Regions from separate parts of the Mus musculus genome. Here regions 1, 3, 4, 5, 6 and 7 are each linked to region 2. The links are chromatin contacts, called in public HiChIP or PLAC-seq and promoter capture Hi-C maps. All regions are on one chromosome and are shown on one strand. The core of a region is the stretch at or near the end of the contact, and the rest is flanking DNA. Distances in the headings are between cores, read along the strand shown. Region 1 has its middle 22 kb from the start of Epas1. Region 2 holds the start of Prkce (protein kinase C, epsilon). Region 3 holds the start of Six3os1 (SIX homeobox 3, opposite strand 1). Region 4 has its middle 40 kb from the start of Gm52297. Region 5 overlaps Epas1 (endothelial PAS domain protein 1). Region 6 has its middle 67 kb from the start of Tmem247. Region 7 overlaps Epas1 (endothelial PAS domain protein 1).

The links. Promoter capture Hi-C pulls out the DNA fragments that hold promoters and counts their contacts. HiChIP or PLAC-seq counts read pairs in DNA pulled down with a chosen protein or histone mark.
Region 1: a contact with region 2 is called in a promoter capture Hi-C map of the HPC-7 cell line, with 4 times the contacts expected there. The contact joins the enhancer-like site here to the promoter of Prkce in region 2. A contact is called at or near these places in 7 of 39 promoter capture datasets (the 3T3-L1 cell line, the HPC-7 cell line, hippocampal neurons and 2 more), 2 of 484 Hi-C or Micro-C datasets (B cells and the Ba/F3 cell line) and 9 of 115 datasets of contacts at active chromatin or transcription factors (bone marrow-derived macrophages, craniofacial prominence, embryonic stem cells and 5 more).
Region 3: a contact with region 2 is called in an H3K4me3 HiChIP or PLAC-seq map of embryonic stem cells, with 55 read pairs. The contact joins the promoter of Six3os1 here to the promoter of Prkce in region 2. A contact is called at or near these places in 4 of 39 promoter capture datasets (embryonic stem cells and stem cell-derived epiblast-like cells), 10 of 484 Hi-C or Micro-C datasets (all in embryonic stem cells) and 7 of 115 datasets of contacts at active chromatin or transcription factors (all in embryonic stem cells).
Region 4: an H3K4me3 HiChIP or PLAC-seq map of embryonic forebrain shows a contact between it and region 2, with 3 times the contacts expected there. The contact joins the enhancer-like site here to the promoter of Prkce in region 2. A contact is called at or near these places in 2 of 39 promoter capture datasets (the HPC-7 cell line and hippocampal neurons) and 5 of 115 datasets of contacts at active chromatin or transcription factors (embryonic forebrain, embryonic stem cells, large pre-B cells and 2 more).
Region 5: a promoter capture Hi-C map of liver shows a contact between it and region 2, with 3 times the contacts expected there. The contact joins the enhancer-like site here to the promoter of Prkce in region 2. A contact is called at or near these places in 16 of 39 promoter capture datasets (the 3T3-L1 cell line, 3T3-L1-derived adipocytes, the C10 cell line and 10 more), 4 of 15 datasets of contacts at CTCF or cohesin (embryonic stem cells, large pre-B cells, pro-B cells and 1 more), 53 of 484 Hi-C or Micro-C datasets (the AML12 cell line, B cells, the Ba/F3 cell line and 34 more), 23 of 115 datasets of contacts at active chromatin or transcription factors (the 230-238 cell line, astrocytes, bone marrow-derived macrophages and 16 more) and 3 of 9 other capture datasets (adipose tissue, embryonic stem cells and liver).
Region 6: a FOXA1 HiChIP or PLAC-seq map of pancreatic cancer cells shows a contact between it and region 2. The contact joins the enhancer-like site here to the promoter of Prkce in region 2. A contact is called at or near these places in 2 of 39 promoter capture datasets (the SN4741 cell line and second pharyngeal arch cranial neural crest), 2 of 484 Hi-C or Micro-C datasets (Th1 cells and cortical neurons) and 13 of 115 datasets of contacts at active chromatin or transcription factors (the NIH/3T3 cell line, craniofacial prominence, embryonic basal ganglia and 9 more).
Region 7: an H3K4me3 HiChIP or PLAC-seq map of forebrain shows a contact between it and region 2, with 3 times the contacts expected there. The contact joins the enhancer-like site here to the promoter of Prkce in region 2. A contact is called at or near these places in 9 of 39 promoter capture datasets (the 3T3-L1 cell line, 3T3-L1-derived adipocytes, the C10 cell line and 5 more), 1 of 484 Hi-C or Micro-C datasets (granulosa cells), 10 of 115 datasets of contacts at active chromatin or transcription factors (astrocytes, craniofacial prominence, embryonic basal ganglia and 6 more) and 2 of 9 other capture datasets (embryonic stem cells and liver).

The regions. Positions count from the first base shown.
Region 1 is chr17:86,730,285-86,733,942 of GRCm38.p6, forward strand. No RefSeq gene overlaps it. Among named protein-coding and RNA genes, the nearest start is that of Epas1, 22 kb to the right of the region's middle. Within about 2 kb of position 2,012, at least 230 of the 459 cell types and tissues checked have an H3K27ac peak or open chromatin away from gene starts, as enhancers often do. A contact at or near this core is called in the Ba/F3 cell line, the HPC-7 cell line, bone marrow-derived macrophages and 6 more, where this site is marked.
Region 2 is chr17:86,166,211-86,169,507 of GRCm38.p6, forward strand. Prkce (protein kinase C, epsilon) reads left to right here and starts at 1,575. Exons shown (of 15, transcript NM_011104.3): 1 at 1,575-2,730. The coding sequence starts at 2,383. Gm5817 (predicted gene 5817) reads right to left here and starts at 1,275. Exons shown (of 2, transcript NR_165800.1): 1 at 251-1,275.
Region 3 is chr17:85,616,365-85,619,814 of GRCm38.p6, forward strand. It overlaps Six3os1 (SIX homeobox 3, opposite strand 1), which reads right to left and starts at 2,032. Exons shown (of 4, transcript NR_038085.1): 1 at 1,693-2,032. It also overlaps a transcript of Six3 not described here.
Region 4 is chr17:86,708,011-86,711,298 of GRCm38.p6, forward strand. No RefSeq gene overlaps it. Among named protein-coding and RNA genes, the nearest start is that of Gm52297, 40 kb to the left of the region's middle. Within about 2 kb of position 2,006, at least 25 of the 459 cell types and tissues checked have an H3K27ac peak or open chromatin away from gene starts, as enhancers often do.
Region 5 is chr17:86,800,379-86,803,798 of GRCm38.p6, forward strand. All of the region lies in intron 2 of Epas1 (endothelial PAS domain protein 1), which reads left to right. Among named protein-coding and RNA genes, the nearest start is that of Epas1, 48 kb to the left of the region's middle. Within about 2 kb of position 1,678, at least 79 of the 459 cell types and tissues checked have an H3K27ac peak or open chromatin away from gene starts, as enhancers often do. A contact at or near this core is called in the N1E-115 cell line, the P5424 cell line, Sertoli cells and 12 more, where this site is marked.
Region 6 is chr17:86,848,636-86,852,150 of GRCm38.p6, forward strand. No RefSeq gene overlaps it. Among named protein-coding and RNA genes, the nearest start is that of Tmem247, 67 kb to the right of the region's middle. Within about 2 kb of position 2,231, at least 15 of the 459 cell types and tissues checked have an H3K27ac peak or open chromatin away from gene starts, as enhancers often do. A contact at or near this core is called in Th1 cells and pancreatic cancer cells, where this site is marked.
Region 7 is chr17:86,780,710-86,784,048 of GRCm38.p6, forward strand. The region is part of intron 1 of Epas1 (endothelial PAS domain protein 1); the gene reads left to right. Among named protein-coding and RNA genes, the nearest start is that of Epas1, 29 kb to the left of the region's middle. Within about 2 kb of position 1,477, at least 23 of the 459 cell types and tissues checked have an H3K27ac peak or open chromatin away from gene starts, as enhancers often do. A contact at or near this core is called in forebrain and liver, where this site is marked.

The sequences.
Region 1 (3,658 bases), core at 762-3,261, 560 kb after region 2:
TTCACACCACCACTGCTCAATAAATACTAGGATTATGGGCTTGCACCACAATGTTCTATCATGCTGCACTGAGCACCAGTCGAGGCTGTGTGATGCTAAGAGAAACTTTGCCACCTGAGCTCCACCCTCTATACCTATTTCAGATGTCTTAAGACATCAAAATATGCTTAGGATCTTCATTCTCATCAGATGTAAATGTCCAATGAGAGAGAAGGGTCTTATTGGAAGAGCCTAGGCATTTATTCTGGAGAAAGGTCCTCTCAGCGTGTGAACGGACAGAGATGTGAACAGACAGAGATGTGAACATATCCTAGTGTCATCTTGGGGTTACTCAAGTCTCTCTTACTGCAATCTTCAGTTAGTGGAGCCTTCATAAAACACTCTCATGAACACAGAGGATCCGGTGAGACCCAGCATTCCCTCACCCAGAGGATCCAGTGAGTCCCAGCATCTTCTCAGCCTCTGCTCTTCTCCTTCCTTCCAGGTCTCAGGAAAACACACATTTGGTGGCTTTCAGGTTTGTTCTTCACTGTCTCCTTCATGGGCCGACACCACAGGTCCAGAGGATAGGATGGAAATAAACCCTACAGGAAGCCGAGTAACCAGTGCTGACCCTTTGCGTAGCAAAGCAGCTGTACAGCTCTGGAGACTCCAGAGAGTCTAGAAAGCTCCTTCTTGAGGCTGGTGTGATGACTCAGGGGCTTACGGGCGAAGAGCATAGACTATTCTTGCAGAGGAGCCAAATTCAGTTCCCAGCACCCAAGCTTGCAAATCTAGGCCCAGAGGACCCTCTGTGGGTGCCTGTGCCCACCTGCGTACACGCTCCTCCACGTACACACACTCACATACATGTAATCAAAAAGAGCACAGAACTAATCTTGCTAGAGGTGGTAGTGCATGCCTTTGATCCTAAATTTTAAGAAAAGGTTGGGGGAGAAAGCAAGCAAGTTCCTTTGTCCTCCAGAGGATACCATGGCACCTTGCTCTCCCGGATGATTGAAGACCACTGCCAAAGGTCAAATCCAGGACATTAAGTCAGGAAACCTCCAAGAGGTCGTCATGGAAAAGAAAATTCAAATCTGGCTATTCCTGGTGCTTCTTTCACTTTTTAAAAGACTTTTAAATCGTGAGTATGTGCCTGTGTAACTGCTGCTATCTACAGAGGCCAGACACATCTGATTCCTGGGAGCTAGAGTTCCAGGAAATTGGGCGCTGGGAACCAGACTCAGCTCGTCTACAATGGCAATCTATGTTCTTCACAGCTGAGCCGTCTTGCCAGTCCTTTACTTCAGGTTTAATTGGAAGTACATTGTTTTGTTGTTTGGTTTGGATTTAGTTTTTTTGTTTGTTTGTTTTGTTTTTTTGTTTTTTTTCAAGACATGGTTTCCTCTATGTAGTCCTGGTTCTCCTAGAACTCTCTTTGGATCAGGCTGGCCTTGAACTCACAGATATCCTCCTGCCTCTGCTGGGATTAAAAGGGAGTGCTACTTACCCTGGGGCTTGAAATACTTTTAAGGTTACAGAAAAGTGGGGGAAAAAATTAATAAAGAGCACTCCTACTTTTACTAGCTAAAATTTCAGCCAAGATTTCACACTGCCTCCGATCATTTTATTTAAAAAAAAAAATCGGATGAATTAGCAGCCTTTGTGAGAGTGCCCCGTAACAATCCTAATAGAATGCTGTGGCTTTCTCTTTTTCACTTAAGTCTAAATTAAATCTAAAGCTATGAATCAATACAGGAACACCAGGATAGTTTCAGTGTCATGGGCCCTACTCAGAGGGTCTCCTGTGGCTGTGGAAATGGGTTTGGCAGGGAGCATAGTGACTGGCACAAAGCAACCAAAGGCCCTGGTGACCCCAAGCTGAGAGGAGGCCTGCAAAGGTCGCTTCCTAGAAAGCCCCGCCCAGGCTTCCTCCTCTGCTTGGCCCTTCCTGCAAGCCATTGTCGCTCTGGGAGGACCTAGCCAGCCGGCCTCGCAGGGAGGCATTTCCGGGAGGCACAGAGCAGGCAGCCTGGCAGGGCGGGGCCCACTGAAGGAGGAAGTGCTTGCCGAGGAGTGGCACGTCGCCCTGGGCTATGCCAAGTGCCCTGCTGGGCATGGGGAGGGGACTGTGCCACCACGCTGGGACCAAAAACAGACCTTGAAGGCTTAGAGCAGAGGTGGGGGCATTCCTTCCTGCCTTGATTCCCACAAGTGAAGAAGGTATTTCTTGCTTCTTGTGCATCTTCTTAGGGCTCTGTGTTGAGGAAAAAAATTCATTCATTCATTCATTCAATCAATCATTTATTCAGTCAGTCAGTCATCCATTCACTCACGCTATCCACAAACAATTGCTGAGTGTCATCTGCCTGTTGGGGACAGAGCAAGGAGCAGAGAGCTGGGAGTGAGGACCACAAACATCCTTGCTCTGACTGACAAAGACCAGCAGACATAGTAAGTGCAGCATACACACAGTAGGAATAAGTGGTGCCTGGAGATGGATAAGAGGAGAGAGGAGCAGACAGCTCCCTGGGAAGAGCATTATAGGTGAAGAAAAGAGGAAGGACTGTGCCCAGCTTGGGAAGTCTGGCTGGCAAAAGTGAACTTCCTGTTGGTTTTTCTCTTAGCAATGTGCCCACCACCCCAGTCATAGGGGAGTAGCCATATCTGTGTTTCAGTGGCGCCCATGATTTGCCAGGATAAACTGTATCCACTTGGGCTGGGCTGGTAAGATGGCTCAGTGGTTAAGAGCACTGACTGCTTTTCTTGAGATCCTGAGTTCAAATCCCAGCAACCGCATGGTAGCTAATAACCATCTGTAATGAGATTGGATGCCCTCTTCTGGTGTGTCTGAAGACAGCTACAGTGTATTTACATATAATAAATAAATAAATCATATCCATTTTGGGATGTCTACTGACATCCACATCACTTGAATCCAATTGATCTCTCCAGTTGTGGTCCCCTTCCGGGACCCAGGGCTCTGGGCTCAGTAGGTCCAGACTTCAGACCCAGGTTTCTCCCATGTGTCTCTTCCTCTGAGAGTTTGTACCACATCACATTCTCTGTGGAGCCTCTATCTACTTTCCCCCCTGCCCACTCTAACTCCATCTACTGCATCTATGACACTTGGTGCAGAAATCCACCAGCCAGTGTCTGGCCATAGTACAGTTCTAAGTTGATGCATTCTCAGGTCCCATTGGCCGTGACTGGCTGTATTCCCCTCAAGAGTCCTCAGTAGCCAGCAGCTGGTACAGACTAGGTCTCAATAATGAAATGCAGAATGATCAACAGTCCTTACTTGACCTCTCTGGTCGCAGAGAAGGCTTTAGAACCCTTCAAAAGGCAACCTCTACCATGCTTCTAGCTATTTAATAGACTGTATTCACAGCTGCGGACTTCTAGGATACAGATTTCCTGTAGGCAAGAGGCTGGTATAGGAGGAAAAGTCTCATTTTCATTATAGAAAAATGGCTGGCTCAAGAGGCATTGTGTCTAAGAGAATAGGAGCAGCCACCCCTCTCCCTGACTCCACCCCTGCTCTGGGTGCCAGTCTGGGCTGACCACACAACTCCTGGAAACCCTAGCCATCGATGGGCTTCCTCTCCCTCCCCTAGGGACCTAAGCACTCCTGGGGCTGTGGCGCCTCTGCAACAGAGGCCAAGTTCTTATAAAC
Region 2 (3,297 bases), core at 325-2,824:
CTGCCTGAACTCAAACCCCTGAACTCTGTGTGTGTGTGTGTGTGTGTGTGTGTGTGTGTGTGTGTGTGTACTGTACTTGGTATGTCATTCCTGGAGACTGCCTTCTCATCTTTAAACTACAAGAAATGATAACCCTTTTCCACAGAGGAAAAAGTGAATGGAATGCGGTTTGTACATTTTGATCCACACTTATCAGAGTCGCCAGATAAACACTTAGCTTTTCACCATCCGAACGAACAGCCGGACTTGCCTTGGCACTCGGGTGAGGGCGGAGGTTTTCTTTTTCCACTCACACGGCGGAGAGCTGCGGGACGAACCCCTTCCCGGGCGCAGGCTGGAAGTTCCCGCTGCGCGGCGCCCGGGGCCTGGCGCGCCCCGCCCGGCGCTCCCAGGTTCCCAGTCCCCCTCGGCACAGAGCCATTCCCTGCCGCCCGCCTTCCCGGTCCTGGTCCCTGGCCCAGGAAATTCTTCCCCAGCAGCCCAGGGCTCGCCTCACGTGACCAGCCGCCGTCGCGGCTGCTTCCAGAGAGTTTAAAGGTTACCGAGGAAATTAGTATGGATACAGCCACTGGACCCCAGGAGGACGCATCGGGCTTTCCCGCAGCCCGAACGCCGGTTGTCAGGGCGCGGATCAAGCCTTGTCCTCTTAAGGGGCACACACAAGGTCCCGCATAAGTAGGAGGAGTCACTTTGAGAAATAAACAGACATTCGAACCAGGCCGGGCCCAGGTTCTACTAGTCTTCCACAAGTTCTCGCAACCCAATCAGGCCCAGAACAAATCCCCAGAGGGGAGAGTCTCCTCAAGGGGGAAAAAAAGAGGGTTTCAAAACTCACACCCAGCCGAAGGGCTCAGCAGTCCGGGTGTCCCCTCCCCCATCGCGGCACAGTAGAGAATCCCAGGGCAGAGTGACAAATAGGCCAGCTCTCCGCGGGCGACTGGTGACCGCCGCAGTCCAGGCAGAGTGGGGGAAGGTGATTAGTCTTCTTGGACATTGCGACCCCCTCCATTCCACCAGGCCCAGTTTTAAGTGATAGTGTTGGCCGCAGGGTGCGAGAGAAAAGCGCGGCCCGCTGCTCTCCGGGTCCAGACCCCGCTCTCCTGGTGCAGATCCGAGGAGCACAGACTCGGCCTGCGACAGTCGCTCCCGCACCTCCGCGACGCCACACTCCTGGGTTCCGCGCGGAGTCCTTCCTCAGCTCCCCCGCGCGCCACGGCAAACGGACCCGGCCGGCCCGCTCCTGCTCTTTTCTGCTCGGCTCACTTTTCCCGTATTGCTCCCCCAACCGGCAAAACTTTCTATTTCCCCAAACAGTGGCGCGCGCGCGCGCGCGTGCACACACACACACACACACACACACACACACACACACACACACTCACACACACTGACGTCTTTTGCGCATTTCCTGCATTAGAGGGAGGGAGAATCGCTCGCACAGCGATCGAGGGAAGCAGATCGCGGGCTGAGCGCTCTGGCGGGCGGCGAGCCGGCGGCAGCCGAGAGCGCGGACGCGGGGAGCGCGGCGGGCGGGCGGGCGCCGGCGGGCGGGAGGAGGGGCCGCGCGGAGTCGCAGTCCCTGCCCGGCCGCCGCGCTGCGCACCGCCGGGTGCCGGCCTGCGCCCCGAACCCAAGTGGCGGCCACCTCTACCTCCCAAGCCCGCGCGGATGTGAGATCCCAGGCACCGGGCGCCTCGCGATCGCCGGCTACGGCGCGACTCTGCTTAACCCGGGAGGTGACGGCGGGGCTGATCGTGCGGCTTGTGGATTTTTTAAAAATTTGGCTCCGGGGAGGACCATTTCCTCTCGACATGCATCCCTCCGGATAGACTGCACATCCCTCAGTCCACCCTCCGCCCCGCGCCGTCCGAGGCAGGCGCTGGGTGGGCGAAGAGGATCCGGGTTGAAATCTGTGCCCCCGGTTCTCGTCCCCGCCCCGTCCCGCCGCCCCCTCCCCCTCCGGGAGTCGAAATTGCCCGGGGATTATGTTTCGGAAAGGTAGGTGAGCGCCGGGCGCGGCGCCTGCTTCTCCGCACACGGACCCGAAGAACCAGCGAGGCGGCGAGGCAGCCCCCGCGGCTTGCAGCGGAGGCGACAGCTCGTCTCCTGCCGTGGAGGTGTCGCCGGTGGTGGGGGGGAGAGACTTGCTCCAAAAAAACGGACGTCTCCAGCTCTCCCCCCTCCCTGTTTTCCGTTAGGAATCCGGCGAGGAAATACATGCACTCGCTGAGAATCGGCGGCGCCAGGAGGCAGCGCCACAAGGTGTAGCGAGTGAGTGGGGTGGGGCAAGAGGGGACCCAGGAGTCCCCCAGGCTCCCGGCGCGCCTGCTCCTGCTCTTCAATCCTGCCCTCGGGGCGGACGGAGTGACCCCCGCCCCGACCATGGTAGTGTTCAATGGCCTTCTTAAGATCAAAATCTGCGAGGCGGTGAGCTTGAAGCCCACAGCCTGGTCGCTGCGCCATGCGGTGGGACCCCGGCCACAGACGTTCCTTTTGGACCCCTACATTGCCCTTAACGTGGACGACTCGCGCATCGGCCAAACAGCCACCAAGCAAAAGACCAACAGCCCGGCCTGGCACGATGAGTTCGTCACCGATGTGTGCAATGGGCGCAAGATCGAGCTGGCTGTCTTTCACGACGCTCCTATCGGCTACGACGACTTCGTGGCCAACTGCACCATCCAGTTCGAGGAGCTGCTGCAGAATGGGAGCCGTCACTTCGAGGACTGGGTGAGTCGGTCCTCCACGTCCGGGAGTCCCGGGTCCCAGGGAAAGACTTGCTGCCTGAGCATTGGTCCTGGGGCTCTGGGCTGTCTGTGTGTGCATGTGCGGCTCAGTTTTCTTGAAGAGGCACGTTTTATTTCCTAGCTGAAGAGACATATACAGTAGGGTATGAAAGACGAGATTTGACAGATGGGCACTATCCCTTGCCCCCCCCCCCGTGCCCTCCCAACAGTGGGCAGTACAGGTGGCTTGCAAGTTGGGAGAGAACCCGGAATGCAGGTGCATAGGTTGGTGGAAGGAATCTGCAAGTCCCTGGTGGACTTGGCTGAGCGACTGTGTGTGGGTGGGTCTCTCTGTCCTTGGAGAGACACGTGGAGCTCAGACTGGAGGGTTTTTGTGCCTCCTGGCTTTATCCTGGGTAGCCTAGTGAGTAGTTTTATAAAGCCGTCTTTCTGGTAGGAAGCCCCCTCTTCCTAAACAACTGTTTAGCTCATTTGATGACATACCAGAAAGGTCCTCACCCCCAGTGTCCCCTCTATAGGTCCTACAAACATAACACCAGCTTGCTTTGCC
Region 3 (3,450 bases), core at 782-3,281, 550 kb before region 2:
GACGTTCTAACACTAGTCCAGATGCACCTTTAAGGAGCTGGGCTGGTTAATTGATTTACAGCTGGCCCTGTGGGGGAAAGTTCGTGGTACCCACGGGTGAGCTAGACCTAGTGGCTGTAAAATCCACTTCCCTACTTTCCCACTCACACAACCATTTTTAGCTTGCATACTCCAAGTAGCTGGCTTCTTTCTCCAGGGGCTAGATCACCGTGTAGCCAGCTAGACTGGGTTTGTGCCCACCCTCCTGGGCCCGGTGGTGGGAGGTGTTCAGGTCCTAGACGGAGCCAAACCCCTCTTGTTTGAGGATGTGGGGGGTGGAAGGGCCTTTAGCGGGCGGCGGGGCTCATTAGGCAGAGCGGGGTGCCGAGAGGTGCGCGCTGCCGGCCCCAGAGGCCGCCTTTGAGCCGTCGGGGCGGCTTCATTAAGCAGCGCTAACAAGGCGTACAAATGCCGGGCCCAGCAGCTTTTTTGCAATGGTGGGGCCTTAGCAGGGCGCCAGGCTAATGAGGGTCACTCAAAGGGGCTGATCAAATATTCAAATTTCCCCTCACGCCGGGAACTTTTATGCACCAGGAAAGTTGAGGCAACTGAGCTGTGTTTACTGTCCAGAAGGACAATTACGTGGAAGCCTGGTGCCCGGAGGCTAAAAAAGGGAGGGGATATAAGGGGGAGGGAGCAGTTGTTGTTGTTGTTTTTGTTGTTGTTGTTGTTGTTGTTCAAAGGAAAGTAATCGGAGTCCCTGAAGGGCTTCGGGGCCTCTCCGCCTGAGTACTGCGCTCCCCTGCGCCCTCCCTGGCGGTCTGCTCCAAGCTCCTTCGTTTGCAGCTTGCGGGGAGGCCCAGACCACCCGCTACCCAGCAATCTCTCTGTCTTCCAATGTCCTAGAGCCCGGAAGAGGCGTTGCCCCCAGGACAAACCTTCCTGACCGTTTGGGTCGGCTGTTCCGGGTTGAGCATGGGTGAACTGGGTGTAGCTGTCCCAGGCCTTCTGGGACTCGCTTTCCTGGGCTTTCCCTGTAGCCCCAAACAAGGAGGAAGTGTGCTTCCCGCAAAGTCCTCTGACTGTATGAGACGTTATCAAGGCTGGGTTGCAGCTGATATTTGTAAATAAATGCCCCGCAGAGCAGGACTGAACACTCCCCAATTCAAATGCTGCATTTCTCCCCGCAGATCCGGTAGGCCAGGGTTGAAGGGTGGCGACAGATTTATCTGTGCAGGTGACCTCTGTGGGTACCAATGCCATAGATCCACCAAGTCCCCAGTCCTTGAGTCTGAGAGGAGAGAGAGAGAGAGAGAGAGAGAGAGAGAGAGAGAGAGAGAGAGAAGAGATCTAGAGGCCCTACAAGCCAATCCCCTAGGGTTTTGTGGCTCTGAGAGTATCGGAGTGCAGGCGGTGCTCAGCATCCCACCCACTCTGGAAGTGCCCTGGGCTCCATTCCGAGCCCTCGCTTTACCCACCCCAGATCAGGGAGCAAAGCAGCCTGGGTCCTTTGCACCAGCTCCTCTCACCAATGCTCAGCGAATGGGATTTTGGGGAGACTCCAGAGGTTCACAGACACCCTCTCCAAAAATGCACACACCCAAACCTTTTAGATCAAGACCCTGCGGAGCCTCGGCGGGATCCAGTCCTACAAAACGCATCAGGAACCACCCGCCCCGCCTCCCTGCTCAGCTTTCAGGACTCTCAACTTACCGGCTTCGGGAGGCAGCATAGGGCTTCCGGCCTGGGCTGGAGAAGCGCAGGCAGCGTTGTGGCCAGGAGGTGGGCTCAGAGGGCGGCGCAGAGCCTTGCTTGGGGAGAGGCTCTCGGACAGTCGGGGTTGCTGCGGGCCCGAGCCGGGTAGGGTCGCGCTCAGAGCTGTGCGCCCTGCCTGCGCCCTCCTCCCGGCTTAGCGCTTACAAGGCGCGGCCGCCAGAGAACTGCAGAGCCCCGCGGGTCCACCGGAGACCAGGCACTGGAGGGAGTATAGGGCTGGCCCCGAGCAGCATCTGTGATCCTTTTGCCTCAGTTCTTCATGAGTGGCGAGGGTTTTCGATTTCAGCGCTGTCGGCACAGCCCTCGGCACCTGCCCAGCCTCCCTCCAGGCCTGGATCCCCCCCACTCGGAGGCGGGGGGTTGCGGGGATTGGGAGGGACTGGCCGGGTTCACCCGCCCGCCTGGCGCCTGGGTCCCCGGCTCCGGGGGATGCAGTTTCGGGGTCACGAGCTGCTTTCAAAAAGTTGAACACAATATTCGGAAACCCACCCGTAGGAATTCTCCCCCTCCACACGCGGCACAATACCCACTCCCCTCCCCCTTTTCATTCCTTCCTCCCCCTGCTTCCTCCTCCTGCCCCTTCTCCCTCCCACCTTTCAGTCTATAATCCTTCCCCCTACAAGAGAAAGGGGTCCGGAAGAAAAGATGAAGTGTCTGTTTTTGTGTCCCAACCTTTGGGCTCTTTCTGGGCCCGCAAAGAGCGACCGCCCAGAGCCTTGCAGTTGAGCGGAAAAGCACTCCTGGTGCAGATGAAGATGTTTGGAGAGAGAGAGAGACCGCCAAAAGTGGGGCTCGACGGATCTACCTTTTAGGGTGAACATTATTCTGCCCTGGTCAGCGAGTTTAGGCCCCTGAGCTGCCCCCTGCTAAAGAGCCAGTATAGTCCCCTAGCCTAACCCAAACATTCGGTGTCACCCTCAAACCGAGTTTGCACTCCTCGGCCCTTTAAAACCTGGCACTGTCGGATCAAGGCCTAAGAAAGATCCGAGCTTGAGATTTAGGGCCTGCGACCATTTTGGCTCCAGCCTCCAGTTGGGTTCACGTTTAAATTCTCCCACAACTTCTTTTTTTCCACTTCTCCCTCATTGAGCTCTCCTGAGTGGTGTGTACCCGGCGCCGCGCCCCCAGATCTGCATCGGAATGTAGAAAAGATCTTTTTAAAAAAAGTTTTGAATTCCTCAATGATTTTTCTTCTGGAAAGGCAGCTTAGGATAATTATTTCAGCTTTATTGAGGGCAGATTAGTTGAAGTCTGGGCGCTGCGTTTCAATACGCGTTGTACATGGGCCGACAATGTGGGCATTGTTAGCTACTGTGTGTGAATCCATTCAACATATACACTTTTTAACACCAGTCCGAATCCTGTCTAAATATACACAGTGCGTAGGGAAAGATGTCTCTGACCCGGACAAATCTGCGTAAATCACACTTCCATAGTTACAGAAGCCTCACAAAGGGAGGCCGGCCTCAAGATGCAGATTACAACTTCTCACAAGCAACATACCTAAGAATAAATAAATGCCCGGGCCTGGCCCAGAGGCTGTGGTAGCCGCAGGCAGGAAAGACACTCTGAGTTCTTTGGACAAGGGGAGTCTGTTTCAGGGTTATGATATTGCTTTATGTATGGAGAATTTTGGCTTTAATTATGTATTGTAGTTATTTACATTATGAGCTTTCAGGCCTTGGGCGCTTACTC
Region 4 (3,288 bases), core at 756-3,255, 540 kb after region 2:
GCTAACAGAGCTGAGAACTAACTAACATGGCCTTGGTCCCATGGCCATCGATGTTGAGAAGCCCAGAGTAAACCACTGAGAAGAACATGTAAAGAAAAAGACATCACAAGCCTTGGGCCCGAGACACTAGGCTGAGTGTTACCCGGCTCCCAGATCTTGACTGTCCTTTATATACTGCAGTGACTCTCTCAGCCCCTTGAAGCCTAGAGTAGACTTCTTGCCTGGTCAAAGTGTCCTGATGATGCTCTCCTGAGAGATTCTCCGAGAAGCTCTGCCTTATGTCCATGTGGATACCACATGTGGATGACTTCATCCTGAACTCAGGGTAGACAAAATATCTTCTGATAGTAGCTCAGGATTCACAGCCTTCTGGCCACAGGTAGTCTGCTGTAATTGTGATTATAGGTCTTGGGTCTGGATACCTGCATCCTAATTCCAGCTTCCTGTCTACCTTTGGCTGGGTTTCCAACATCTGTGACCTCAACTCTAAAATAAAGAACATCATGAAAACCATGCCCAACTCCTTTCCACTGCAGAGTCGAAATCTGAATGGAATTGGGCTGGGAAGGGCATGGAGTGCCCCTGAGGAATAAACAGTAGGACCTATGTGGATGCTGCTCAGAGACTGCGAAGAGACGGCTGTGAGATTCCAGGGCACGCACAGGTTTTAGAAGAGGTGTCTTTCTTGGATTTAGCCTACTTGTCATTTGAGAGGACGATGCAGGAGGTTCACGATTTTAGGATCAGGCTGAGCTACACTTCGAGTGAGACTCCGATTTGAGAAAACCAAAGTACTGTTTGCTCAATAGAAAAGATTGTCCTAGGTCAGCCATACAGCTTGTGTGAAGCCCAAGTGGCTACTGTGCTCAAACCCTGGGACGTTCCTTAGGGCTTCCCATCGGTGCTCTGGGATACTTAACCCAGCCACAGACAGGAAAGCAAGTCCAAGCTAGCAAGAGAGCAGATGTGGGATCTCTGCCCTCGGGACGCTGCTTGGGTAGTGTACTGGATCACTGGCTGCTCTCTCAGCCTCCTTTGGAGCTTTCACTTCTCAGTCTTTGAGTATTGGAGGACGGCAGGGTTTAAGCTTCAGCTCTTTAGCTTCTCTGTCCATGCTCACTCTCTGTCTGGTTGACCACATCCAGTCCCAGGTTTAGCTATGTTGAGGCTGCTGACCCCAAAATGTATGCATCAGTCCAGGCCTTTCTCCTGAATGCTATTCTTAACTCAAGTCTTGCTTGGAATGTCCACTACTGGATAGCATTTCCAACCATGTGTGTGTGTGTGTGTGTGTGTGTGTGTGTGTGTGTGTGTGTCCACTTATTCCCTGTTCTGTTCTCTCTAGTAGTTCTACGTTTTAGCAACCTTTCCAATAACTTAAGGCAAAGACTGTAGCCATTCTTATTGTCTCTTGTAGTCATCATTAAGGCCTTTAATTCACCACCACCCACATTAATCCATCAGTGACTTTCTCAACTCATACAGCTCCCCTCTCCAGCAAGTTTGACTGGCACTGCACTCTGCATTCTTTCCCTATGGGTCATTTTCCCTATATTTGCCCTCAAACAAACAAAAACAACACACCCAAAGCGCTGAAGCTCAGAATTGGACCAGTGGCCTCTGTGTTTCTATCCCCTTCCATTTCAGAGTTTTCCTGCCTTCTCATTGTAGCATATCCTTTCACATCAACAGGCAGACACAAAAACAAAACAAAGCAAACGAACAACCGTCACAGCACAGAGTCTTGGCGATTTGAACATCTTCTAGAGAACCAGACTTGTCTGCCCATCATGGCCACGCTGGCCACTGTGTCTCTTTCCCTGGATATGTTCAGAATCTATGCCTTCCTTGTACTGGGTCACCTGCTTGCCTGGCTCTCTGCAGGAAACTCCAGGTTAGAGGGTTTGAAGACGTTTGCAGCATAGATGTCTGCAGTAACTGGGAGCCTTACATCAGCCTTCCTGTGCTCACACCTCCCATCTGACCTATGGGTAGCTTTTGCCGTCACTGGTGACGTCTTCCTTTGTTAGAGTGGAAATACCCTAACTGCCTAATGCAGCGGTTCTCACCCGTCCTAATGCTGTGGCCCTTTGGTTGTTATGGTGTTCTGTTGTGGTGACCCTCAACCATAAAATAATTTTTGTTGCTACTTCGTATCTGTAATTTTGCTAACGTTATGAGTCACACTATGAATATCTGTGTTTTCTGGGGGCCTTAGGTGACCCCTGTGAAATGGTTGTTCAATTCTCAGAGGGGTCTCAAACCAAAGGTTGAGAACCACTGGCCTGATGCAATGTCTTTGGTGTCTAAACAAAATCCGGTTAGTTAGAACAAACAACATAAGGTTCCAGAGCCCACAGCAGTAGATGCAGCTCGGCAGGAGGAGGGCGACCCGGTTCCCTAATAGCTGAGAGGGACAGAGGAACCAACCGAGGTGTCTATGGCTAAGGGGATGAGCAAATACCTTGTCTCTATAGGTGTACCGTTCGTAGACAAAGAGTTTTTGCTGGCAGCTCAGCCTCTCCAGATGTGGACGTCAGTGCCTGTGAGGTTGTTTCCTGTTCTTCGTGTCTCTGTGTCCTTTAAAAAAAAACCAACCAAACAAACAAACCTTGTTCTGGAGTAAACCCAAATAACTCCTCTTTGGTTTGCAAACAGAAGGCACCAATCTCACACAGAGACTTCCACCCTTGGGCCCAAGTCTAAAATTTTTTGCCTACTTGCTTTCCTGACCAATTTCAACTTCTCCCAGGTTTCAGAGAATCAAAAACAACACATGAAAATGTTGTCTCCAAATCTTTGATGCTATAAATAACCTCGACGCTCACTTCCTCACGCCTGTTCCTGGCTGTGGCCTCTCCTTTCGAACACGTGTAAAGCGCAATTTTTTAATACTAGATTAGTTCTCAGAATAAATTAAAAAAATTCTTACTGTTAATTGTGTCTGAATATTTTTATTAGGAGAACTCTTTAAATTACACTTGACCCAGGCTATGAGATGGTTCAGTGGAGAAAGTGTACGTGCCACCAAGCCTAAGTACTTGAATTCAATCCCCAGGACTCAGAGAATTGACACCTGCTAGCTGTCTTCTGATTTCCACACACAACATGGCACAGACACCTCCCCCTCCACACACACACACAGGTAATCAGGTTTTTGTTATTGTTTTGGTTTTAGGTTTTAGAGACAGGGTTTCTCTGGGTATCCCTGGCCGTCCTAGAACTTCTATATCTTTGTAGTCCAGGCTGGTCTTGAACTCAGGGATCTACTTGCCTCTGGAATGCTGG
Region 5 (3,420 bases), core at 428-2,927, 630 kb after region 2:
TGAAAGTCTAGCCTGTTGTACAAGTTATAGCTTTGAAGTAAGTCTAACAAAAGAAACGATGTAAGAGAAAAATCAGAGCGAACTCTAATGTCTTTGGACCCACCTTTTAGCAGTTACGTGTTACAGTGTTACAACATATACTTTCCCAACTCAAAACAAACTACAGACTCATTACTTAGGCAAGTGGAGTTTTGTATACCTCAGAGTTCAAACGCCTAAAAAATACCAGGCTTAGCGTTAGGGCCAGTTTCTTCTTTACTTAGCAGCACACTTCCTTTGATTTTCACAGTAGGCTGCAGTGTGTGGGAATGTTGGGGAGGAAGCCTCCGCGCTGAGAACTCCAGGCTGAGTCGGGCCACAGTTGAGATTCATATCACAGGAAACAAACCGAAACAATAGCTTTACGATACTTGCTTCCACACTGGCCCAGGAGGACAGAACACACTGTGGCGGGAACATGGGTGGAAATATCACTTGATTGTCTTAAATCCAGATGAACCCTGCGCTCTGGGGCTGAAGTGGAGTCGCTTCTGCGTCCCAAGAGCTTTAGACCGCAGTAAATGTATAGAATGTGCATTCGCCCCAATTCTGATTTGAGGCTTCCCAGACTCATATGTAAAAAAATCAAATTCTCATTACTGCAGAGTTGGAGATCAGCACAAAGCCAGGTTTCTAGACATAAATGTCAAGTTTATTTTTGATTATTTTGATTTGAATTTGTTTATGTTTTATTCCTGGCATTTGCCTAGTGAAGTCACACAGTCTGCTCAGGATATGATTCTCCGATCCCTGAGACATTAAAATCCAGGACATGGTTTTAAAGCTTTCACCATGACTTCTCAGGAAAAGTGGGACAAAGGGGACAGAATTACAGCAGCAGATGTGATTTCTGTGCCCTCCTATGCCTTGTGGTAAGACCTGTTTTCCCTGGTTTTCAGCCCAATTGTTTTACTGTCCCACCTCCCCCGGCCCCACCTATACTCAAAATCAAGGCCTTTTCTGTCCTGTTTGGAAGGAGGCCAGTAAGATGATTCATGCCAGGATGTTACTGGCTGAGAGCAGCCAGCGGTCCCTTCAAGAAAGTCTAACCTTGCTTATAGCATTCTCTTAAAGCAAAGAGTCTGGCCAGTCAGCGACAGTCACTGACTGTAGCGCCCCATAGCATTTTATGAAGGCTAGCGCAGCAAGCAAGGGTGGGGGAGCAGGTGTGAAAAGAACAAAATAAAAATCTCCAATGCTGGACTTGTGGGGCACACCAGGAGAGCAGCAGCAAGGCCAGCTGAGATCTATCACTCTGCAGAAAGTGTGAGATAGCCCCAGCCTGCTCACAGTGCGGCATAAGGCACAGTAAGTGGCCCACACTCTTTATGTTTGCCGTCAGTATGCCCGGAAGACGCGTGCACAGCCTTTGAAAGGAAAGACCCTGCGGAGATAACTAAGTAGCAAGCACCAGGGAAGTAGGAAACCTGTATCGGAGCTTGTTAGGAACAAGGAGTTTCTTGAAGATGGAAACATCTAGAAGGATCATCCGGGTGAAGTAAGAAAGCAGCAGCCTTACGGCTGGCACAGCCAGGCCTCAAAGACCCAGTTAGAAGCCACCTGCTCTGCCACCTGCTAGTTCACACAAGGCAAGTGGCTCTACCATACTGGTGTGCCACCCAACATGGGCGGTGCTGCCTAAAGGAAATGAGCAGTGCTCCGGAAAAGGCCCTCCACAGCCTTCTCAGCGGCACATATCCTGGCGGTGGGAGCCATCAAAGCCTGTTTACTGGGGCTATTTTTAGCATTAAAGAATTTCGTGGTCCTTCTCAAAGGAGACAGTTCGTCTATACCAGTTCTTTGAGATTCGAACCCTGACAGATTCTGGGAAGCAAATGGCCAGGATGTAGAACCTGAGCTATTTAGACCACCCAGCCCAGTTCCTTAGCAAGCACCTACTTTATTTTGTACCAATGGTTTGCTCTCCGTTGTTATCAGCATCCCCAGGAGGGGCTTAGGCTCTTCGACAGATGTCTTCCTGGCAGTTTGTTGGTTCCTGAATTGCACCCTTCCTTGCAGTATCCCCAGCTCTCCCTGAGACAGGACTGAGTGTGTAATGAGTGCTGTGAGCCAGGGAAGCCATGGAGGAAAAGCCTTAGTAACTGCAGGGAGGGAGGGAGGTCTGGTGTGCGCAGCCGCCAGGCATAGCAGTTTTTAGCAGAATTGTGACAGGAGGCTCAGGGCTCTGGGTGCAGCAGGGGGATGTCTGCCTCCCTCTTGGCTGGGAGTGACCTAGCCAAGTTCCTTCAGAGACTCCCAGGAGGACAAGCAGGTGCTAAAAGAGCAAATAGTTCCACTGAAGGAAGGGGCCACACCCAAGCTGGGCTGCTCTAGGGTCGCAGGGAAGGGGTGGGGGAGGGTGCTATTGGCCATTGTGACTTCAGTCTCAAGATGTTCCATGTCTGTGGCCCCAGACACCCTTCTCCCTCCTCTCTAAAGGGCAGTCCACCTGCCACTGTAGCCAATTTCGCCACCTCCTGGAAGTAAGCGTGCTGGACAGTTCGGAAAGGCCGCTTGGCTGTGCCGGGCCTGTTAAAAACAGGAAACTTTAAGCAGAACTATTTTCTCTGGGTCTAGTTAACCCCGATAGGTTGTCTTGGGATTACTCCAGATTTTGAAGTCAGTGTTGCCACTGAGATCAAAGAAGCTGAAGTGAAAATAAATTCTCAGTAGGCCTCAGCACTAGCCTCTGTCTGTCTGGAGAAAGTAGCCACCTCGCCCTATAACCCAAATGCAGCTGAAACCTTCTCCGGGCATGTTTCCGGGGTCAGGCACCCTTTGCCCAGACTGGCTGGTTTTCCTGACGTGGGGGATAGTCTTCAGCACGTGGTCTCTGGAGCGACAGCTTTGACACCCTCTGAACACTTTTTGTTGATGTTGTTGTTGTTGTTAAAGGAAGAAAAGGCACTTTTTCAGCTTCCCTGAATTAGGAAGGAAGCCTGGGAGGAGGTAGAACCTTCCAGCACCACCCTGGGTGGGGTGCGGCCTCCTCGTACTAGCCAGGTCTTGGGCTCTGAGCTCAGCTTAAATTTTCAGCAGAGGGTTCCACGTTTTTATTTTACTTTGCACAAATCCCGCAAGTTGCATAGCAGTCCTGGGCCCGCCAGAGGTCCTGGCCCACCCACTCAGCCTTGGCTAGACTTGAACTCACTATGTAGACCAAGATGGCCTGGAATTCACAGAGATCTACCTGCCTCTGCCTCCTGATAGCTGGGATTAAAGACCTGCTCTAACACACCTGGTTAAATCCAGATTTCTAAAGCACACACATATTTGACATTAAATAATGAACAAGAAGAGGGCATAGCCTGTGGTCTGAGGATAACAGCCAGGAGCCGGAACAAGAGCTGAGCTTAGATTGCAGAGGTGGACTTGGTAGTC
Region 6 (3,515 bases), core at 981-3,480, 680 kb after region 2:
ACTACAGAGCAGTAGGGATAAAAACTGCATGGTATTGGTACAGAGACAGGCAGGTCAATCAATAGAATAGAATTGAAGACCCAGAAATGAACCCACACACCTATGGTCACTTGATCTTTGACAAAGGAGCTAAAACCATCCAGTGGAAAAAAAGACAGCACTTTCAACAAATGGTGCTGGTTCAACTGGTGATCAACATGTAGAAGAATGCAAATTGATCCATTTTATCTCCCTGTACAAAGCTCAAGTCCAAGTGGATCAAGGACCTCCACATAAAATTAGATACACTGAATCCAATAGAAGAGAAAGTGGGGGAAAAGTCTCAAACACATGGGCACAGGAAAAAAGTTCCTGAACAGAACACTAATGGCTTATGCTCTAAGATCAAGAATCAACAAGTGGGACCTCAAAACTGCAAAGCTTCTCTAAGGCAAAGAACACTGTCAATAGGACGAAACAGCAACCAACAGATTGGGAAAAGATCTTTACCAATCTCACATCTGATAGAGGGCTAATATCCAATATATACAAAGAACTCAAGAAGTTAGACTCCAGAGAACCAAATAACCCTATTAAAAATGGGGAACAGATCTAAACAGAGAATTCTCAACTGAGGAAACTTGAATGACTGAGAAGCACCTAAAGAAACATTCAACATCCTTAGTCATCAGGGAAATGCAAATCAAAACCACGATGAGATTCCACCTCACACCAGTCAGAATGGTTAAGATCAAAAACTCAGGTGACAACAGATGCTGGTGAGGATGTGGAGAAAGAGGAACACTCCTCCATTACTGGTGGGATTGCAAGCTGATACAATCCTCTGGAAATCAGTCTGGTGGTTCCTCAGAAAATTGGACATAGTACTACCTGAGGACCCAACTGTATCACTCCTGGGTGTATACCCAGAAGATGCTCCAACATGTAATAAGGACACATGCTCCACTATGTTCATAGCAGCCATATTTATAGTAGCCAGTATCTGGATACAACCCAAATCTCCCTAAACAGAGGAATGGATTCAGAAAATGTGGTACATTTACACAATGGAGTACTACTCAGCTATTAAAAACAATGACTTCATGAGACTTGCAGGCAAATGGATGAAACATGAAAATATCATTCTGAATGAGGTAACTCAGTCATAAAAGAACACACATAGTATGTATTAACTTTATAAGTGGACATTATCCCAAAAGTTCAGAAAACCCAAGATTCAATTCACAGACCATATGAAGCCCAAGAAGAAGGAAGACCAAAATTTGGATGCTTCAGGGCCTCTTAGAAGGGGAAACAAAATACTCACAGGAGGAAATATGGAGACAAAAAAAAAAAAAAAAGTGGAGCAGAGACTGTAGGAAAGGCCATCCAGAGACTGCCCCACCTGGGGATCCATCCCATATACAGTCACCAAACCAGGACGATATTGTGGATGCTGGGTAGTGCTTGCTGATGGAAGCCTGATATGGCTGTCTCCTGAGAGGCTCTGCCAGAACCTGACAAATACAGAGGTGGATGCTTGCAGCCAACCATTGGACTGAGCGCAGGGGTCCCCAATGGAGGAAGGAGTTGGAGAAGGGATTGAAGGAGCTGAGGGGGTTTGCAGCCCCATGGAGGGAGCAACAATGTGAACATGCCAGACCCCCCCCCCCGCCCCAAGCCCCCAAGAGCTCCCAGGAACTGCACCACCAACCAAAGAATCCTCATGGAGCAACCCATAGCACTGGCCACATATGTGGCAGAGTATGGCCTTGTTGGACGTCAGTTGGAGGAGAGGCCTTTGGGCCTGAGGGTGCTTGATGCCCCAGGGTAGGGGAATGCCAGAGCAGGAAGATGGGAGTGCGTGGGAGAGCACCCTCATAGAGGCAGGGGGAGGAGGGATGGGATAGAGGGTTTCCAAAGGGGAGACCTAGAAAGGGGAAAACATTTCAAATATAAATAAAGAAAATATCCAATAAAAAATAAAAATAAAAGAAAAAAGAAAGAAAAAAAATCTTGAGTCAGGGTCTCCTGTAGCCCATGCTGGTCTTGAACTTGGTTGTTTATCTAAATATGACCTTGAAAAAAATAGGTTAAAAAGTTCTTAACTAAGAAACAAGAGTGCATTGAAATATACTTTACCCAATAACTACAAACTAGGCATTTTGAGAGGCATAAGGTAATTTCCTAAGGCCACAATACCAGCTCTAAGCAAGCCGTAACACATTTCAAAGGTTTAAAATGACTCAGAATATACTTCCCGGCCACAGAGAAACGATGACACAAATCAATAACCACATGTAAGTTTATGAATCACTAAGTACGGAATTGAAATAACTCATGGATTGTAAGAAAGAAGACAGGGAGGAGAGAGAGAAGCAGGGGGTGGGGAGCCAGGGAGAGCAGGAGAAAGAGCTAAATGGTGGGGTGCCTCCTCAATATGCCTAGTTTCAGCCCTCAGCACCACCAGAGAATAACTAAGTAAGCAAACAGGGACATTCCTAACCAGGCAGAGAGAGTGGCTCACATCTGTAATGTCAGCAGGGAGGGGGAGGGGGAAAGGGGGGGAGGAAGAGGAGGAGGAGGACGAGGAGGGGGAGGAGGACGAGGAGGAGGAGGAGGCAGAAAGATTGCCAGGAGTACCAGGCCAGCCTGGGTTGTGGAGTAAGAGTATCTCAAGAAACGCAAACACAGAGCCTGGCGTGGTGGCACACGCCTTTAATCCCAGCACTCGGGAGATAGAGGCAGGCGGATTTCTGAGTTCGAGGCCAAGAGGTCTACAGAGTGAGTGCCAAGACAGCCAAGGCTATACAGAGAAACCCTGTCTCGAACTCCATCACCCCCCCCCAAAAAAAAAGAAAAAAGGAAGAAAAGCAAACACAACAAACAAAATAGAAATATCTCTGAAGTATTAATGTGAACAATAATTCAAAGCTGGTAGAATTCAGTTGCAGCTGTAACACAGAAACAAGAAAATCGTCAAAGCCATAGTCAGTCCTTTAAATATAACAATAAGATTGGTAAGCAGCTAGCAAGATTTTTTTTTATCAAGAACCAGCACTAGTTAATAACAGAAATTAAAATTAAAGTTAATATAATCAATACGGTGCTGCTACATTAAGTAAAATAGTCTCTTTGAAAATAATCAGGAGAAGAAGAATTATATGAATTGTTATTTACTTATTTATATGTGTGTGTGTGTGTGTGTGTATGGAGAGAGAGATGGGGAGAAGGAGAGGGGGATGGGGAGGAGGAGGGAGAGGGAGAGAGAGGGGGGAGGGGGAGGAAGAGGGGGAGAGAGAGAGAGAGGGAGAGAGAGAAAGGGAGAGAGAGGGAGGGAGGGAGAGAGAGAGAGGGAGGGGGAGGGGGAGAGGGAGAGAGATTAAATGTACAGCATGCACACAGTGCCCACTGAGGCCACAGAGAGTGTCACATCTCCTGAGACTAGACTTTGCAGATGGTTGAGTGACCTGCTGTGGCTCTGGGAGCTGACTTCTGGCCCCCTGCAAGAACACCACAGGATCTTAGCCACCGAG
Region 7 (3,339 bases), core at 227-2,726, 610 kb after region 2:
CTGGATGGATAGGCCCCCATGCATACCCAGCCTACCTCCAGCCCAGCACCTGCTCAGTACACTTAGCCTGTAAATACAGTCATCCCACAAAGGACATTTTCTCTGGTGGCTTTAAGGTTTGACGGAGAGTTCTCTAGACTTGGCAGCTTAGCTGTGACCTCAGGAATCTCGGTGCTGGCAAGGCTAGGTCTTTGCACTAACGTGGCTCAGTGCCCATGGAGATAATCTCCTCTTGTAATGGGTGCACAATCATTTTATTGTTGAAGCAATAGGAACGCAAAAACAGAAGGAATCCCACAACAGAGCTTGCCCGTGGCTCAGTGAGCCTCTCTGCTCCTGGCTGAGGGCACCTTGGGACACCTCAAGTTCAATCCCAACCGCCACCCTGAAGGTCAGCTGATTCATAAGGTGTGGGCTTATGGAGGAGCCTACACCCACAGCCTGAGCCTCCCCAGGCCTGGCACTGCCCTGTGTTCTGGCTAACACCTCCTGTTTATTGTTTGAAACTCAAAAGACAAAACCCTCCAGCAACCTCCTCCCTTTCTACTCTGAGATAGGTACCCCCTTTTGTCCCTATTACCACTGACTTCTGCAGTAGCAGCATTTGGCTCCAACACTTGAGTGCTCGGTAGGCATCAGACACAGTTCTGAGCACGTTACAAGCGTTTCTTCCTTCCAAGTGCTCCATGGAACAGAGACCTGTAATGAAAACTAAAGTAGGTTGTCCTAGATCAGAGCATGCAAGTGCCCAGGCCCTCAGGCCCAGGCTGCCTGCTTGTCTGGCTCCCACACTGGCTTCCTCACAGAGGCAGTGTTCCCACCTAGTAGGTCTGCACTTGTAGTAAGTACCTATTCAGTAAGTGAAGGCTTATGGCTCACAAATACCTGATGGGATTTAAATTCCAAAGAGCTGTGCAGCTTACAAAGTTACATAAATGCACAGGACCACTGACTTTTTATTTTAGCAAAGTAAGGGTGATGCTTATCTGTTGTTGTTGATTTTTTTTTAACTCTGTGGAGAGAGATGGAGAGAGAGTACACCACAGTGCACGCATGGGAGCCAGAAGATAAGCCAAGGGAGCCAGTTTTCTCCTTCCATCCTCTGGGTCCCTGGGATCAAACGCCTCACGGCTTCAGATTGGCAGCAGGTGCCTTCACCTGCCCAGGGATGCTCTATGACTCCAGTTGCTTTGGAACGGTTTTTTTCTAGGTAGCATAGTCAGAGCTGTGAGATTTGGCAGACTGCCACAGGGGAAAGGACAGTGTGTTTGTCAGAATACTGGCGGCCTTTAGAAGCGATTTCCATGAAGCTGAAGTTGCAACTGACATTTTAAAAATAATTAAGGAAAGAGAGCAACCGAAGTCTGTCCCGGGCGGTTCCAAAGAGGTTGTGTGTCTGCTCTCCAGCCATCAGCAGGGCTGGGATATCCGAGACTAAGTGACAACTCAGGCAAGCCTCCAGGGTCACACAACACAGCCCCTCCACTCAGGTCTCCCCATGCTGGTAGAATGTAGCATGCAAGCCTCTGGGGCTGTAGGGTCTGAGTGGGCCTTTGGCAGCCTTTCTCTGTGGCTCTCCACACAGTAGAACGAGAGATCCGGCCTGAAGGCTACACAGCTGTGTCTGAGGCAGAGCTGAGTTGCTAATATCTCTTCCTGATGGCCAAGGCAGGGATTTTTACAGGCCTAGAAATCTAGCCCTGCTTCGGTAGCTCTGGGAGGAGGTCCTGGGTGCTCCAACTGCTTGGCCAGGGGACAGATGGAGCATTGAGCCTTTCACCAGGATCTCATGGAAAGCCAGTGTCCTGTCACCTGTCACCTGTCACCTGTCACCTGTCACCATTAATAGGCACAAAGAGTGTTGCACAGAAAAAAAGTACCAACTTGTTTTCTTTTCAACTGCTGGGCTGGGTAATGATGTAAAAACGACATTATCCCTAATAAACGTGATTTGCAGAGATCGTTGACAACCCCAGTAGCAGAGACTTGCATTAGCAGGTAAACAGATAAGAGAAACAGCCGGCTTCACCAGCTCCTGGCGTGGCACGTGTGTCTAGGTCTGGTATGAACTGAAGGTTGGGGGTGGAGTGTGGAGTTTTAAAGGCGAATCGGGTGATGGAGAGAGTTTGTCTTAAGGTTGGCCATCCCATAAATCTACTTCTCGATTTTTAGGTTGTGGTTTCAGTTGTATACATGTTTGTTTTGGTGGTATTTTTTTTTCTTAAGGGATGGGGGCGTGCTTATGGGGTGTGTGGCTTGTCCTAGTTTCTCACCTCCATATTACCTCACCAAAGGAGGTGGGAGCCCTGGTCAGGCCCTAGCACCGTCCCTGCCAAGTGACTAAAGAGGGCAGCCACATCTGTGGCATACAGTCTATGGGCCTGCAGCGAGTGGTAGATTGCTCGATTATGTCAAGGAGTTGGGATCAAGACAGGAACTTCCGCAGGTGGGGAGAGAGTGGCTTCTGTCTGGACCTGTTCCCCTAGTGAGGGCTGACTGGCAGCTGGCTCCCTAAAACACCTGAATGTAGGTAGCAGGCACAGGTACCCATGTCTGTGTGAGAATAGCTTCAGGATATGTGGGTAAGTTAGTTGAACCCTTGGGTGTTAAATAACCTGGATACAGTCACCGTTATTTCTCTTTACCATTTTTTTTTCTTTGCCAGAAAGCACTAAAGCATTAGGACTCTGGCTTCCTGCTCCTGAGGCTGGAGGAGTGTGGCTTGTCTAACCTTCTCAGCAGCTGGCCACGTCACATCTGAAAGAGCTACCTGATGCTGTTGTTGCCTCTGTGCGTGTGTGTGTGCGTGTGTGTGTGTGTGTGTGTGTGTAATTCATAAGCTTGCCTTCCACCTGTCCCTCAGAGGAGACCCCCCCAAGATAAGGAATAACTGAAAGGCCAGAACCTCACAGCTGAGGATCAATCAAGTCTCAGTGCTCAGGCCTGGGCCGGGGAGGAGGCATCCACATGGACTGCGGAGAGTGGCTGAGGGAGCCTCTGCAGGGTGGCAGGTTATGCTGGACCTTAAAGCTTGGAAGGTCAGAAGGAAGAAGACCCTCTACTAAGGCACAACTACTAGGACCTCGCTGGATGGCCGGCAGGATGTGGCATGTGGATCTACATGTATGGGGGGGGGGCGCAAAGGGACACAGCTGGAAGACAGGGGCAAACATCTGGAAATAAATGAAATACCCATGCAGTCTGCCAAGGGGTATAGCCTGGTTAAGGAATTGTTTTCATCCTGTGGGTAACGTGTGACCTGTGCTTCAGCAAGAAGACCTTGACAAGGTCTCTGAGGACCCAGCCGGAATACGGCCCACAGCAGCCCAGCCGACACGG